2 separate regions of the Gossypium hirsutum genome follow, and region 1 is linked to region 2. Evidence: chromatin contacts called from public Hi-C data. All regions are on one chromosome and are shown on one strand. The core of a region is the stretch at or near the end of the contact, and the rest is flanking DNA. Distances in the headings are between cores, read along the strand shown.

Region 1 (7,378 bases), core at 4,075-6,574, 150 kb before region 2:
AAACTTTACAAAACACTCGGTCGGTTTGAACAAAAATATAAATTTGAAAATTTGGAGTTAAACAAAAAAAAATCTCGTTTTCTAAATAAATTAGGCCCGAATTAGTCTAAACTTTTTCTTTTGTTGTTGTTTTGCTGCAATTTTATTATTATATTGTTAGTATTTTGTTATTATTGTTTGGATATTGTATAACTCTTATTTTATTGATAATTTTACTATTATTTTAGAGGCATTTGCGTGTTAAGTTGCAACTGTTTTAGTATTATTTAAGTATAAAGATTTTCTAAATATATTTTCAATTAGTTGAGAAATATTTATTTTAATGTTTGTAGTGTATTTGATGTATTATATTTTTTAATTTTTTTTACACAAAAAATAATCTAAAAAAATTTAATACGGGCAAGCCGAATTGAGTTTGGATTTAACATTTTTAATCTGGGTCATGCTTTGGGAGAATTTTAGGTCTATTTTTTAAATATGGGCCTAAAATTTTGTATCAATCCAACCCATGTTAAAGTATATTTTATATGTATGTTATTCAATAATTTAAATAAAAAAAAGGGAAGAAATTATGAGTAGATTAGAAAGTAAAAGAATGATTAAAATCCTCTACTCACCAAAAAAAAAATTGATCTTTATTTATCCAATTTGAAAATTTTGATATTTGAATGCTTGCTTAATCCACTTTTGCCTAAGGTAAAAATAGATTTGATATTTAGTTGTTAAGGCCCAAATTTGTTTCTCACCCAAGAAAATGGGCCAACTTTAACTAGGTGTGAGGTTGCGTGAGTTGGAGCTAATGCATTGTAGTTGTGGGATTAATAAAGGATTTTGGAGCATCAAATTTTTCTAATATTAATTTTATTATATCTGTTTTTTTTATTACAAGATATTTAAAATTATTTATAGTTTCTCCCCAACTCTTAAGTGAAAGGATAATGCGCTTCAGCGCACTCGAATCCATGTCCTCCTACACTAGTAATAATGTCGATGCCAATCGATTTAAAACTCAATCAACTGCAATTTAGATTCTTTCTTCATTTTGTGACGAGGGAGACTACGCTTTTCTTGTTTAGCCAAGGGGCACAACTTTATTCTTTACTGTAACATACAACAAATTTACCACTTCGACTATACTTATATGGATTCACATATTTGTTTGATGAAATAAAAAATAAACAAATGTGCCTTCCTCCACCAAGGAAAAAGCAAGGTGTGAGTTAAATAACTTTGGAGGCAATCAAAGGATATAATTTGACACATACCTATGAAGTTTGGAGAATCGAGACAAGAATGCAACTTTGTGTGCATTTCAAGTACCATCTTCGCTTACAAACTGCTTCATTTGTTAGCTGTAAAGCCTTGCCCTACTCTTAGCATTTATAAATAAACTAATGCTTGTTGAAGTAGGATGGATTAAATTATCAGTTTTTATTTTTAAATTTCATCAGTTTGATTAATTCGTTGAATTCAAATAAAATAAATGATTAAAAAAATTATAAAAATTTAGAAAGGATTGACATAGTTTGGTTGAATTTTAGTTCGATTGGCATTAACATTGTTTCCAGTGTAGGAGGACGTGGGTTCGAGTGCGCTGAAGCGTATAATCCTCCTATTTAAGGGTTGTGGAGGGGTTATGGGTAGTTCTAGGCATTGTATCAAAAAGAATAGATATGATAAGAACCTATTGAGATTAATGTTCAAAAAAGAATTATAACTTTACCCTTTTAATCAAAGTTTAGATTTGTTTTAATAAAAGCTAAAACTAAAGCTAAAATAACCACAATTTACTATAAGAACCATTCATTTAAAAAATTACTTTATTTTTTTCTTAATATATATATATTAAGAAATTAGTTTTCACTTACATAAAATAATTATAAGTGTAAGATGTTTTGAAAAAAATGTAAGATGTAGAAATTTATTTTGTCTCCCATGTGATGGATAAAGGTAATGTAATATATTCTTAAATCACATAATGGTTTGGGGATTTTGTTCTTATTCATTTCTATTTGTAAGGAAGTTCGAGCTAGAGTGGGTCATGTTCGATCCACGATCACTACACTAACTGTTGATTGTTACAATGAGGATGTAAAGGAGCTGATTCATTCTAGGGGCAAGGAGCCCTGTGGAGAAGAAGAGATGGTTGAGACTCTGTAATAGGGGGTTGGAAGGAGAGTTGGAGGAGAAAGAAGTAGAAGAGGATCCCCTTACTAGAGAGCTAGGAGAGGTACGTATAAGGTTGACTGCTCTGTATTCAAAGATTCTTAGCAATGTGATCTAGTGTGTATGTGTAGGACAAATTACAAGTGTCTTACTGATATTGTTAAATTATTTAGGTGACTAAGCGATGTACCCCTGATTTTAAATTATATGCACCAAATATTGATTAGTAAGGTTAGATGAAGGAGGATTTTGACGCCCTAAATCCACTTAGCAGCCATAAATTACTTTTAATACAAGATGAATTAATTAAAGTTAAATGATGAATTGTTGAAGTAGCACTAATCCTGATTTGATTAGAAAATGATAGCACATGGTTGATATAATTGACTTATTAATTAGTAATTACGGGGCATTTTCTTTTATTAAGTTTGACATCGCTCCATTAAAACTTTTTTGTATAACTAAGTGATAAAATTAATTTCAGTAGTTAACCAAGGAATGAAATAAAATTTGGTAGATGATAGTAGTATTTCCGCAAACAAAATTCCTTTTCTTTCTGTAGTTTACATATAAATTCGATATGTATACATAAATGTGTTAAAATTGACATTAAATAAGTTATAAAGAGTGTATAAGTTTCTTAGAAATTTTCATAAAGAAAGAATGATTACATCTCATACAAACAAAAAATCAAAAGCATACGAAGTCACAAACCCAATTACATAGAGCGAGAAAAACAATCAAGGACCTTAGCCTTGTACAAGATAAAGCCTTGAAAGGCAAGTAAACCTATCAGTGTATGATGGACAACGAACCTCCATTGCTTGAATAAGGCCTCCCTGCTTAAAGTGGGAGTAAGGAGGGACCTCAACATAATATGTTGGCACTTCAGGCACAACAAATGGAATGGGATCCAAGCAAAATGGATTCTCATGAACTCGACAAAACCACAGGTAACCAAAGCACGATCTAATCCATGGACCAAGTGTTATTATTCCGATAATTTGTGTTAGTTCATGCGGTGAAAAATGGTTGGAGTCCGACCACAAGAACATAACCAAGAAATGGTTAGGGGAGGATGGCGACCAACTATTCAACCAACATACAATCGACCACCATGAACACTTTCACAACTTTTGGGCCTTTTGCCCGATCTTTTATCGGAGATCCAAAAGGTCAAACTCCTTGGAAATATGAGAGGAGAGTTTGACCAATAACTCGCGACAGTTGGACAGTGGGAGGCTAACGATCGAAGGAAGGCTTATTTTTATTTTTAGAGTTCTAGAAATCCCAAGCTGTTCTAGGGGAGTAGAGACAGGTTTGCTGGTGTCCTTTAAGGGTGGAATGCAAGTAAAAGAGTCGGTCGATGTGAGAAAAACACACACACAGAGCATAGCATGAATGGGGTTTGTTTTTATAGGAATAACATTTTTTTTAATATTATAGCATAAAGGATAAATTACAAAAATAGTTATTTATGCATTGAGGTAGAGACTTGATGTTGCTAAGATCTGTGTGAAGATTGAAGTTGATAGACCTATTCCTAGTACTATTAAGGTTGAGCTTGATGATGGAGTAAGCTTTGATATATTGAGTGATGTTGTGTGGCTTCCTCCAAGGTGTGAACCAACTTCGATTGCACCATCATTTTTTTCTCTTTATCTTCTTCCTTATTGATATAATTTAAACCATACATAAATGACTTACCCTAATATAAATTATTTTTGTTGAAAAATATAATAATTAAATCAATCCAATTAAGAATCATAAATATATCCCTAAATCATAATAATATATTCTGTTTGCTGCCTCCGGATAAAGTTGAACCAAGGACAAATTTTATTTATTGATGTAGATAAATGTGGACTAGCATAAAAGCTCAAATTTACATGAGGTAATTAAAATTTAAAAAAATTATCATATATTTTATCTTTTTCTTACTACATATATAAAATTTGTAGAGTTTTAAAACTCAAGCATGTACCAAATATTGCTGAAATTAGTGAAATGTTGTGAAATGGACCTAACTTACAATGGGATTGGGATTTACTTAACCATCTCCAAATCTCACTACTACAACTCCTCTTCAAACCAGGCATTGAAATTTGAAACCCTTCCCCTTCCCCATCAAGCACTTGTAAACAACGTACCAAAACTTAAGTTACTATTCACAACTTAAGCATTCCGCATGCTAATAATAACAGCGTGAAGCTCGAAATTAAATTGTATATTTTTATATAATTTTATCTTTTTAATAGTTTATATTTTTATGATTTTTAAAGGATTAAATCAAAGTTCTATCATTTTTAAAAGATTAAAATATAATTCTACTATTACTAATTTAAAATTTTATAAATTATTATATATATATATATATGATTTGAAGGCCTTTAATTTATTAACTTTGTACTTTCAAGGCCCTTTTTATATCAATCAGCTTCATGTTTAACATTTTCTTTTCGTTTTTTACTTTTCATTAGTTTTATATTTAAGATTTTGGTTTAATTTAAATTTTTATTTATTTAAATAATTAAAAACACTTTTTAAAATCTAATTGAAAAAAGAAGAAGAATTTTCAAATAATTTAAATATTTTAAAGACCACTTATAGAGAAAAATTAACAGGTTTCTGTATTTAACTTTTAAAATATTATTTCCAATACGCCATATTTTAATTTTAAAGTAACAAATATTTATACAATAAAAATTAATTTAAATAATAAAATTTTTAAAATCAGTATTTAATGTAATATATATTTTAGAATTTCAAGATAATAAATAAAAATAAATTTATCAAATTCATTTGTGATCAAATTATTGCACATTTTTTAATTACTATTTAGTCAAAAATTTATGAAAGATATAGGTCCAACAACAATAATGTTACACCTTAAAGATGAAAATTTATATTTTATATTTACTATTCAGTCAATGTTAGAATTTGTTAATGAAATTAAAAAATAATAATTTTTATTGTTTAAAAATGAATATAACTTGATTATAATTTCTAATAATAGTAATTATACAAAATTATTAAAAAAGAATACTTTTTGTTAAATAATTTTGAGAAAACCTGAGTGAAGAAACAATCCAACGTGATTCCCCTATAAAGAAATTTCCATCCCCCCTTTTATTTTATTACTTGGTCGCCCTTTTACTTGGAGTCCACCTACCCCAAACAAATCATGCCTCGGAAAGCCCCCACTTCCATCTTCCTGATTTTCCTCTGCCTTCTTCTGCTCGCTTTCTATTCTCTTCTTCTCTCTCGCTCTGCCATCTCTTTATCCCCTACCCACCTCCGCTTTCGTCCCCGAAACCTCACCCCTCGATACGACGCTCCCGATTCTTTCAACCATGTTATTAGAGAAGATATCAATGAGCTCACTCACCGGACTCGACTCGTCACCTCCATTCAATGTCCCGTCGAGTCGGTTTCCGTTCTTTTACCGAACTGGGAGGTCCTTGTTCTCGTCTCTCATGACACCCCGCTGACGTCGAATCTCGGATTCGGCGGTTTTTATTGCTTTTTCCCAAGAAACGAGACTTCCCCGGCGAATTTCTCGGGGGTCTTACCTTTCACCAGTGCCACCACGTTCAAGTGCACTCTTCCGAACCGGAACCGTAGGCTCCAGCCTTTTCACCAGCCCGTCCTGACGAGGTTTCCGGAGATGGAAACAAACGTTATCTCTGCGGCGCCGGTAATGCCGCGGTGGGACTTCTTGGCGTATGAGTGTTTCTCTACCGAGACAGACGTGGTTCTTTTTGTTAAAGGCGTTAACAACCGCCAAGGTATCAACAAGTCTCCAGAGGAATTCCGTTGCGTTTTCGGTAACGACATCAAGAACGCCGTTAAAACCCCCGTTACCAGCTCCAAGCAGGAGGTATTCAGGTGCCTTCATCCCAATTTAATGGAACTGAGTATTTCACCTTCAACCACCGCCGCCGCCAAAAGAATCAAAGTCTCCATCGAAATCAACAGAGAAAAGCTGGTGGTCCCTTCGGTTGCGTATTACACTCCCCCCAGGCGGCACATGCCATCAAACCCAAACCCCACATCACTATTGTGCGCCACCACCATGGTTTACAACGTGGCCAAGTTCTTAAGAGAATGGGTCATGTACTATTCCAAGATTGGGGTGGACAAGTTCATCTTATACGATAATGGAAGCGATGATGATCTGGAGAGAGTCATAAAGGAGCTTAACGAAGAAGGGGATTATAACATTGAGAGGATTTTCTGGGTTTGGCCTAAAACCCAAGAAGCTGGATTCTCTCACAGCGCAGTTTATGCCAAAGATTCATGCACATGGATGATGTATGTGGATGTAGATGAGTTCATATTTTCACCATCATGGCTTAAGAATTTTTCTCAGCCGTCAAAAACAATGCTTAAATCATTGTTGTCAATATCATCCAATGGATCAATTGGTCAAGTTTCAATCAAGTGCAACGATTTCGGACCATCGGATCAAAAGAAGCACCCGGCAATGGGGGTAATACAGGGATACAACTGTAGAAGACAAGCCGAGCAACGCCACAAATCGATACTTCTATTGGAAGCGGTTGACCATTCGTTGCTTAACGTCATCCACCACTTTGATTTGAACAACAACCATTATAATTGGAAAGAGTTGCCATTAGAGGCTGGAGTGATCAACCATTATAAGTACCAAGCGTGGCCTGAATTCATGACCAAGTTTCGAAGGAGGGTATCGGCGTTCGTTGCCGATTGGAGAACAAGGGTTAACCCAATGTCCAAGGACCGGACCCCAGGGTTAGGGTTCCAACCCATCAAGCCAGAAGGTTGGGAAAATATGTTCTGTGATGTTAAAGATGATAGGCTAAAATTGTGGACTAAAAAATGGTTCGGTTCTCAAACACCACAGGGGTTAAAAATGGCATGGCAGCTATGAATTGAAGGTTGCAGAGGCATGCTTATGGATCACCCAATGTAGCCATAGCAATAGATTTTAATGGCAGATTTTTGGATTTTCAAAACTGACGACACTTTATTATATATATATGGAGTAGAGTAAAGATTTAATATTAATCCTTGGGTTTTCTTTTTCTATTCCTTTCTATGCAAGTAGAGAAAGGAATTTTGTGTTTAGAGAAGTCAACTTTTTGTATGCTTTTATTCCCATTTTGATTCAAATACTAATAATTAAATACAAGGAATCTGGCTGTATCCTCTTTAATTAATTAACCTTTAT
Region 2 (7,442 bases), core at 2,466-4,965:
TACATGCAATATGATAGATGTAGTAGATTGGGTAAGCTTTGGAAGAACTCCATTGACTTCCAGAAAGTGTTATTAATGCACTGATTGATTTTTCTCAATGAGATATTGGGCAAATATAATAGGATGTTAAGACCTACAAAAATAAAACCGACTTAAAAAGATGAATTAATAGAAAGCAACAAGTAGGATTGCATCCACAAAGATTAATAATAATTCTATTTCTTAAATAAAACCAAGTGAAATAAATAAAAGTGGGAGTTTTTTTAGAAAATTAAAAATTTAAAGAAAAAATAGTAAATAAAAATTTGAGAAAATCAATGAGGAAAAGCTCTAGCCAAAGGTAAAATATTTGTTTAATTCATAGATTCAATCATCAATACAAGGATAACTTCAATGTCTTTAATAAATTAGTTTTAATTGTTGACTCAACACCAGATAACTAATCTCTCCTTACTTATTTGATAACCAAGAGACAACTCATTTGAAATTACTTCCTAACCAATAAATAACCTTGTAACCCAAGGCCCAAAGTTTAATTTACTGGTTACATTAAGAATAAGAGAGACCTAATTCTAACCGAAAAAAAAATTACCCCAGTAGGGTTAATTGAAGCTAGATCACACATCCACATCCACACCACATAATCATAAACTATGACATAAACAATTTATGCAGTTCGTCACTAGTATTAAAATGAATTAAATAATTACAAATTTAATTATTCTAATTGACAAGATCATTCTAAGCTATCAAATACTAGTAAGATATTTAACATACTTGAAAAATCATAATTATAATAGAAGATGCATGAATACTAAAGAACAATAAAGAATTTAAGCACAAAATAAGTTTTATGAATTTATTGAATCAAACTTCAAGTAACCTTCGATTAGAAAAGAGGAGTTTAGAAAACCATAAAATAAAGAAAGCACAAAAATAAAATAATACTAAGAGTGGCTATGTCTAAGTACCTTTCATCTTAACTTAATAATGTCTATTTATAGTGTGAGAAAAATACAAAAGTGCCCTTAATTAACTAAAGTGGAATTTTTCTAGGTTTCTTGGCAATTTTCGCTTCAAACTTCTAGGCCATTTTTGAATACCTTCCTAAATTTTTTTGGGCTTGAGTTGTGAGATAAATTTGGTTAGATCTTTCAATTTCCTTTGAATTGGTATATTATGGATCCAATACGGAGCTCTATACCTTAAGTTATGACCAAAATATTGACATTGTGTTGTGTTGATAGTCTAATCCGCAAAAAATTGGCAAAAATAAATTCTAAGCTCATTTTTCTCTAATTATTTCCTAAATCAATAATAAATAAAATATAAGTATAAATAATATAATTAAGAACATAAATAGCATAATTTAAGGGGAGAAATATCACAATTAAATCGAGAAATTACGCTTTTATCAATATACCATGTTGTTTAATAACAAACCGTCATAAGTTTGTCAAAAACATAATGAGACTCCATGTTTTCTTTCTCCACAATCACACTCTATCCGAATGATGTTTCAGTTCCCGTCTTAAGCAACAACAATTAGAAGGATCTGCTTATACTTACTGTAAATCCAAGTCCTGTCTATTTGGACAATGGGCTTACAATTTGGCCATTTCTTAATCAATGGATCAAATGTCCAAATTTATCGGTGGAATATTTTCATGCCTTCCACTAGTTAACTGAATGGATCTTATGTACTGAGGGTTTGCAATTCCACCACAATACTTGGTGCAAATTGTCGCATTGTTGCTAACGATGACTGCAACTCATTGTAAAAGTTGTCCCAATCTCCAAACAATCGGGAAATGACCTTCTGTTTTGCATGCTAAGCTTTTCGATAACTGATGGTGTACTTATATTGAGATTGCACGTCGATGATCATAACAATAACTGGAATAGTTGCGCGTGCATTCACCAATGGCATAATGCAACTACAAATTAAGTCCAAATCTAATTTCTGGTGATCTTGTGAAAGTTGAGCAGAAGTGCATGTGTGGGTTTCGTTCCATTTTCGGATCTCTAAAACTTGTGTCCTCTTCCTAAGCGTAACCCTAACTCTCTAATTACACCCATTCTTGTACTTCCAACATTCGCTAACGTACAAAGCCATTGAAGATACCACAACTTTGTAACCAACACAAGTTTTGATACTGTAGTACTTGATGGCTACCATAGTTTCATCCTTGGATGGAAATTGTGCCCTTACATATAAATCTTTAGAGTTTGCATTTGAACTTATTATATAGCTCGACACTATGTCAAGATATTTCGAAAATTCCAATGCCTCAATTGCATTTATGTCAATGTTGTGCATGTGGGATAGAGGTTCGTGGAGATGAAGAATGATATGACCAATCATCGTTGTCATCGTTATTGTTGACATTAGGAACTCCTTCAGATTCAGGATCATTAAAATCATTAGTATCTTCTTATTCATTTGGAAATTTGTAGCGCTCATCATCCATGTTCAAATTAATAGGAATCAATGAGGTAGATGGTGCAACATACTGGTATGAATCATCTAAAGCTTTGTTTGAGTTAAAACCCAAATTGATATAAATGATAAAATGAATTTTTGGTTGAATGGTAAAGTATAAATGATGAAAATTATAAAAGCTTGGGTTCAAAAGCTGTTATGTATGAATACATATTTTTCTATTTTTATGTATAAAATATATAAAATGATATAACTTATTTTGTAAAATAATGGTACTTTTATCATTAGCCAATTGAGTTGGTGCCTGATTGACTCATGATACAAATTCAACAAAATGCTTAATATATAATATAGATTATTACTTTGATTTATGCAATTCAAATCTTTTAGTCAATTTACTAACGTGTTATGTATTTGGCTGTGACACTGACACTAAAGTCAATCACTCCCATTATATATAATATCGACAATAAAGAATTATATATACAAAAACATATGTTTATTAACAAATTAAAAATGGATGTGGGTGAAAAAGATTATGTAAAAAAATAAATGAGACTCTGGTCAAAATAATAAGATTGGTTAACTTTTTTTCTTTTGTAGTCTCTAGCTGTTAAGTTACTAACATAAAAATAACTTGACATCTTTTAAGATTGGCATAATAGCAATTTAACCTTTGATATTTATACATTGTATAAATTTAGTCTTGATTCTAAAAAAATTAGCCCTCAACATTTACACATTGTCTAATTTGGTCTTTTTTGTAGTTTTATTTTTCTTTTTGACATCGAGAGTTAATCTTAAAAAAGAAGAAGAGAAAATATGAAAACTATTATATTAGATTTTGGATGTTTCTGTTTTTGGGATATTTTCTATTAAATTTAGTTGATAAATTTGTTTTTTTAGCCTTTTAGGTGAAAGTGTCACAAAAAAAAGTAAAATTACAAAAAAAGACCAATTACGCAATGTGAAAATGTTAAAGAGTTAAACTTTTTAGAATCAAGACTAATTTGACACAATGTATAAATGTTAAGTGCTAAATCAATTTTAAAAGGTGCTGCGTCATCTTTTAGTTAGCCATTTAACTGCTGGTGAAAAAAAAAAGAACAAATTGAAAAATTAGGTGACCATTTTATAATTTTTTATAATTGGGTGGTAAAAAAAAACTTAACAATAATTGAATGACTATTAGTGCAGTTTATCAAAAAATAAACGTGGTGTCGTGGAGCAACGTGAAATAAAGACCGCCGCTACCAGCTCCATTGCGATTCCAGATTTCATTTGTTTGCTAATAATGTGCTTAGACTTTGGGCTTTATCAGTGGAGGTAGATGGTAATGGACTCCAAGAAATATTGCAGTTGGGTTGCCATGCGACTAAGCCCATATCATAATTGACTCCGATTGTCTCTCCTATTTCACCCAGTGCTTAGATTGAATCATTTAGGCAGTGGTCGTTTAAATCGCTTTTCTTCTCTCTCCACCTTCGTCTTTATTATTGCTATTCATTCTCCTCTCCTCGATCTCACCACCAAACACCCTAACTCCCATTCTATATCCACTCTCTCTGTTTTATCGCGTGTACTTTCTTTCCTTTTCTTTTATTGTTCAAATTGTATTTCCTATTTCGAGATTCAATTGTTTCGATTCTTTTTGTAACCTGTTGTATTTCCCCTGTACTTGAGTTTGTGATCTGGTTCTGGATTTTATTTTCCTAGCCTGATCTAGGAGAGCTATACAATTAGTTCAGAATTCGCTTCAATTCTTTGTTTGTGGGCGTTTCTATGGCGGGGCAAACTCAGGATCAATTCGAAGTTTACTTCAGGAAAGCAGATTTAGATGGGGATGGCAGAATTAGTGGAGCTGAGGCTGTTTCTTTCTTTCAAGGATCCGGTTTGTCCAAACAAGTCCTCGCTCAGGTCCCTCTATTTCTCCCCTTACATTTCATTTCTTATCAGAATCGGGATCTCTAGGAACTCGCCTTTTCCGAATATAGGTTAGATTGTATTTAGTTGTAACCTGGTGAAACTTCTCAATAAAACCTAAAGACTTGGCTGCTGTTTTTCTTTTCTACAATTATCACTCTCCAGCTTCAGATTTCTCTTAACCAACTTGTGGTTTGCTTATGGGTTTTGTTCCTTGTACGTCAAGAATTTATCAAATACTTGAAAGGTTTCAATTGTCTACTTTTTCGAGGATGTTATTAATAAGCTTTCAGAGTGCTAAAATACTTGTCTTTTTGGTCGAAGTTTCACTTGGAAGTACAATATCATACATCTGCAATAGGAACTTATCTAGCTTTTTTTTTTGTGATTTAAATGTTGAATCTTGCCTTTGTTAGCTGCTGAACCAGTGACTGTTGTTTTGTTCTAGATTTTATTAATGTACTGTCTGTTACTCTGACACATAGGGGAGGCTACAAGTTGATGGGTTGTAGATCACTACATCTATATTTCGATATAGTAAAAAAATCGAAGAATCATTTTAATTCTGATGAAATAACAGATGCAATGCCTTCAGCGTTGCGCTACTTTCTGTAGCATTTGGTGGTCTATGGTGGATTTTCACGCACTGAATGGCATGGTTTAGGGATTGGAATTTTTTATTTCTGGATTTGAATTGGATTAGTACACGTGTAACTTGTTGTACATATCTTATAGCGATTCTTGCGACCTATACCCTCTGTTTTTGTATAAACCTATTTGGCCAAGGAAGTTGATATTATGGGTCCATTCATATCAATTTATCCTATGACTGCAGATATGGGCATATGCTGACCAAAGTCATAGTGGTTTCCTGAGCAAGCAAGAGTTTTTTAATGCTCTCAAGCTTGTGACCGTAGCACAAAGGCGTGAATTAACACCAGACATTGTCAAGGCAGCATTATATGGCCCTGCTGCAGCAAAAATTCCAGCTCCGCAAATTAATTTTCCTGCCACATCTGCTCCACAGATGGGTGCAGCTGTGCCACCATCCTCTCCAAGTGTTGGGTTCAGAGGACCAGGAGTTCCAAATGCTGGTATGAGCCAGCAGCATTTTCCATCTCAACAGAACCTGTCAATGAGACCCCAACAAACCATGCCTGCTGCTACTGCCCTGCACCCTTCTCAAGGTATTGCAGCTCCAGAGTCTTCTAGGGGAGGTAATATAGTTGGTCAACCTCAAGCTAGGCCTGCTGGTTCTACTCCACTTTCACATCAATCAATGCCCACCGGTGCTACAGGTCCCAGTTTAACAAATCAAAATATGTCTAGCAATTGGCTTTCTGGAAGGCCTGGTGGAGCTTCAACTGGGCCACGAGGGGTCGCTCCATCAACAGCACCAAGGCCACAAGCTGCAGTTTCAATGTCCTCCCAGCCTACTGCTAATGATTCTAAAGCATTGGTTGTTTCTGGAAATGGGCTTGCTTCTGGCTTGGCATTTGGAAGTGATGCATTTTCTGCAACCTCGTTTACACCAAAACAAGAATTATCTACACAAACCTTTTCTCCCCACAGTGCACCCGCCTCACCAGGGATTACACCAGTTTCAAGTGGGGCCCAACCCTTAGTTAAGTCCAACTCTCTTGATTCATTGCAAAGTACGTTCTCTATGCATTCTGCTGGTAGTCAAAGTCAAAGGCTATACTCGTCTCCAATCCAAGGCCAACCAGTTTCTTCCCCAAGCTCCTCTTTTACACCATCAGGAATCTCTGCTGGAGCTGTGAATGCTGCCCCAAATAGTTCCCAGCCTCCGTGGCCAAAAATGAAACAATCTGATGTTCAGAAATATACGAAAGTGTTCATGGAAGTGGACACTGACAGAGATGGGAAAATAACTGGTGAGCAGGCAAGGAATCTATTTTTGAGTTGGAGGCTACCTAGAGGTATGATAATTTCTTATTCTGTTATTATCCAAATAAGTTTCTGAGATATGAATCTATGCATGACATAGATGGTTTATCTATTTAGTTTAACATGTATGGTGATTTCTTATGAATAAAAAAATAGTGTTAGGAATTTCACCATTGTTGAGATGCTGAGAACATATAATTCGTTATTGTGCTCATGGTCTGATGTCTTTTATGTTTTCTTTTTTCAAAATTTTATTTGTGAATATTATCATATCAAAAAAAGGTTTGTTTTTGAATATTCTGGTTTAAGATTTTATTCTTGTAGGGTCTAGGTAGTGAAAATATTTTTTGCTGCTAAGGTGGTAAACTGATGATGCCTATGTATTTTTAGATGGTCTCATTCCATGAATCCTTCTTTCTACTAAAACATTTTGCAGTGTTGTCAAGGCATGCACCTAGGTGCGCCTGTGCATTAGCATTATACAAAAAAAAAAAAATGCCTCAGACCCTTCTAGGTGAGACCCATTTGATCAAGCACACACTTGGTGCTCCTAAACACTTTTTTGTAAGAAAATAAGCAAAAAGAAAGCCCACCTGATTGAATTTCTCTTTAATTATTTTCACTGTTTTCATTTGATATACCTTTAGTAGTAAGAAATGGATACTTTTGAACTCTATACTTCTCAATATTTCAGTATTCAACGACAAACATTGACCATAAGGAAATCATGCATATTGACTGATAAAAAAAGTTGCATGTTTTGTAGGTAAACTAGACCACACTTTAGAGGTTACTATATATATTAAGCTGTATATGTTATATATACATATGTAGACTTTCAAGAACGAATGCATATGCATATTGTGCTTTACTTCACTCAGGCTAATGCTTTTTTGCATCTTCTGCCTGAGGCAATATAAGGGTTCTAGCACCTAGAATGCACCTTTCACCCTTGAAAACACTGATTTTTTGGCATACTTACTGAAGAAGTCCTATTAGTGCAGTGTTTCTTTGAAATATTTCCATGGTTGGTCCTGTTGGAGCAGAGGCCTTTGTTACTTGGGGTAAACATATTTAACATTGTCTCTTTTGTCTTTCACAGAGGTTTTGAAGCAGGTTTGGGACTTATCTGATCAGGATAGTGATAGTATGCTATCTTTGAGAGAGT

What was found. Hi-C and Micro-C count contacts between places; a contact is called where the count stands out from the background.
Region 1: a contact with region 2 is called in a Hi-C map of hypocotyl, with 2.5 times the contacts expected there. The contact joins the promoter of LOC121213871 here to the promoter of LOC107922000 in region 2. A contact is called at or near these places in 2 of 34 Hi-C or Micro-C datasets (hypocotyl and leaf).

The regions. Positions count from the first base shown.
Region 1 is chrD01:15,915,951-15,923,328 of Gossypium_hirsutum_v2.1, reverse strand. LOC121213871 (glycosyltransferase family 92 protein Os08g0121900) reads left to right here and starts at 5,324. Exons shown (of 1, transcript XM_041087131.1): 1 at 5,324-7,378. The coding sequence starts at 5,351. The coding sequence ends at 7,078.
Region 2 is chrD01:15,766,944-15,774,385 of Gossypium_hirsutum_v2.1, reverse strand. LOC107922000 (epidermal growth factor receptor substrate 15) reads left to right here and starts at 3,715. Exons shown (of 13, transcript XM_016851810.2): 1 at 3,715-4,360; 2 at 5,202-6,306; 3 at 7,377-7,442. The coding sequence starts at 4,226.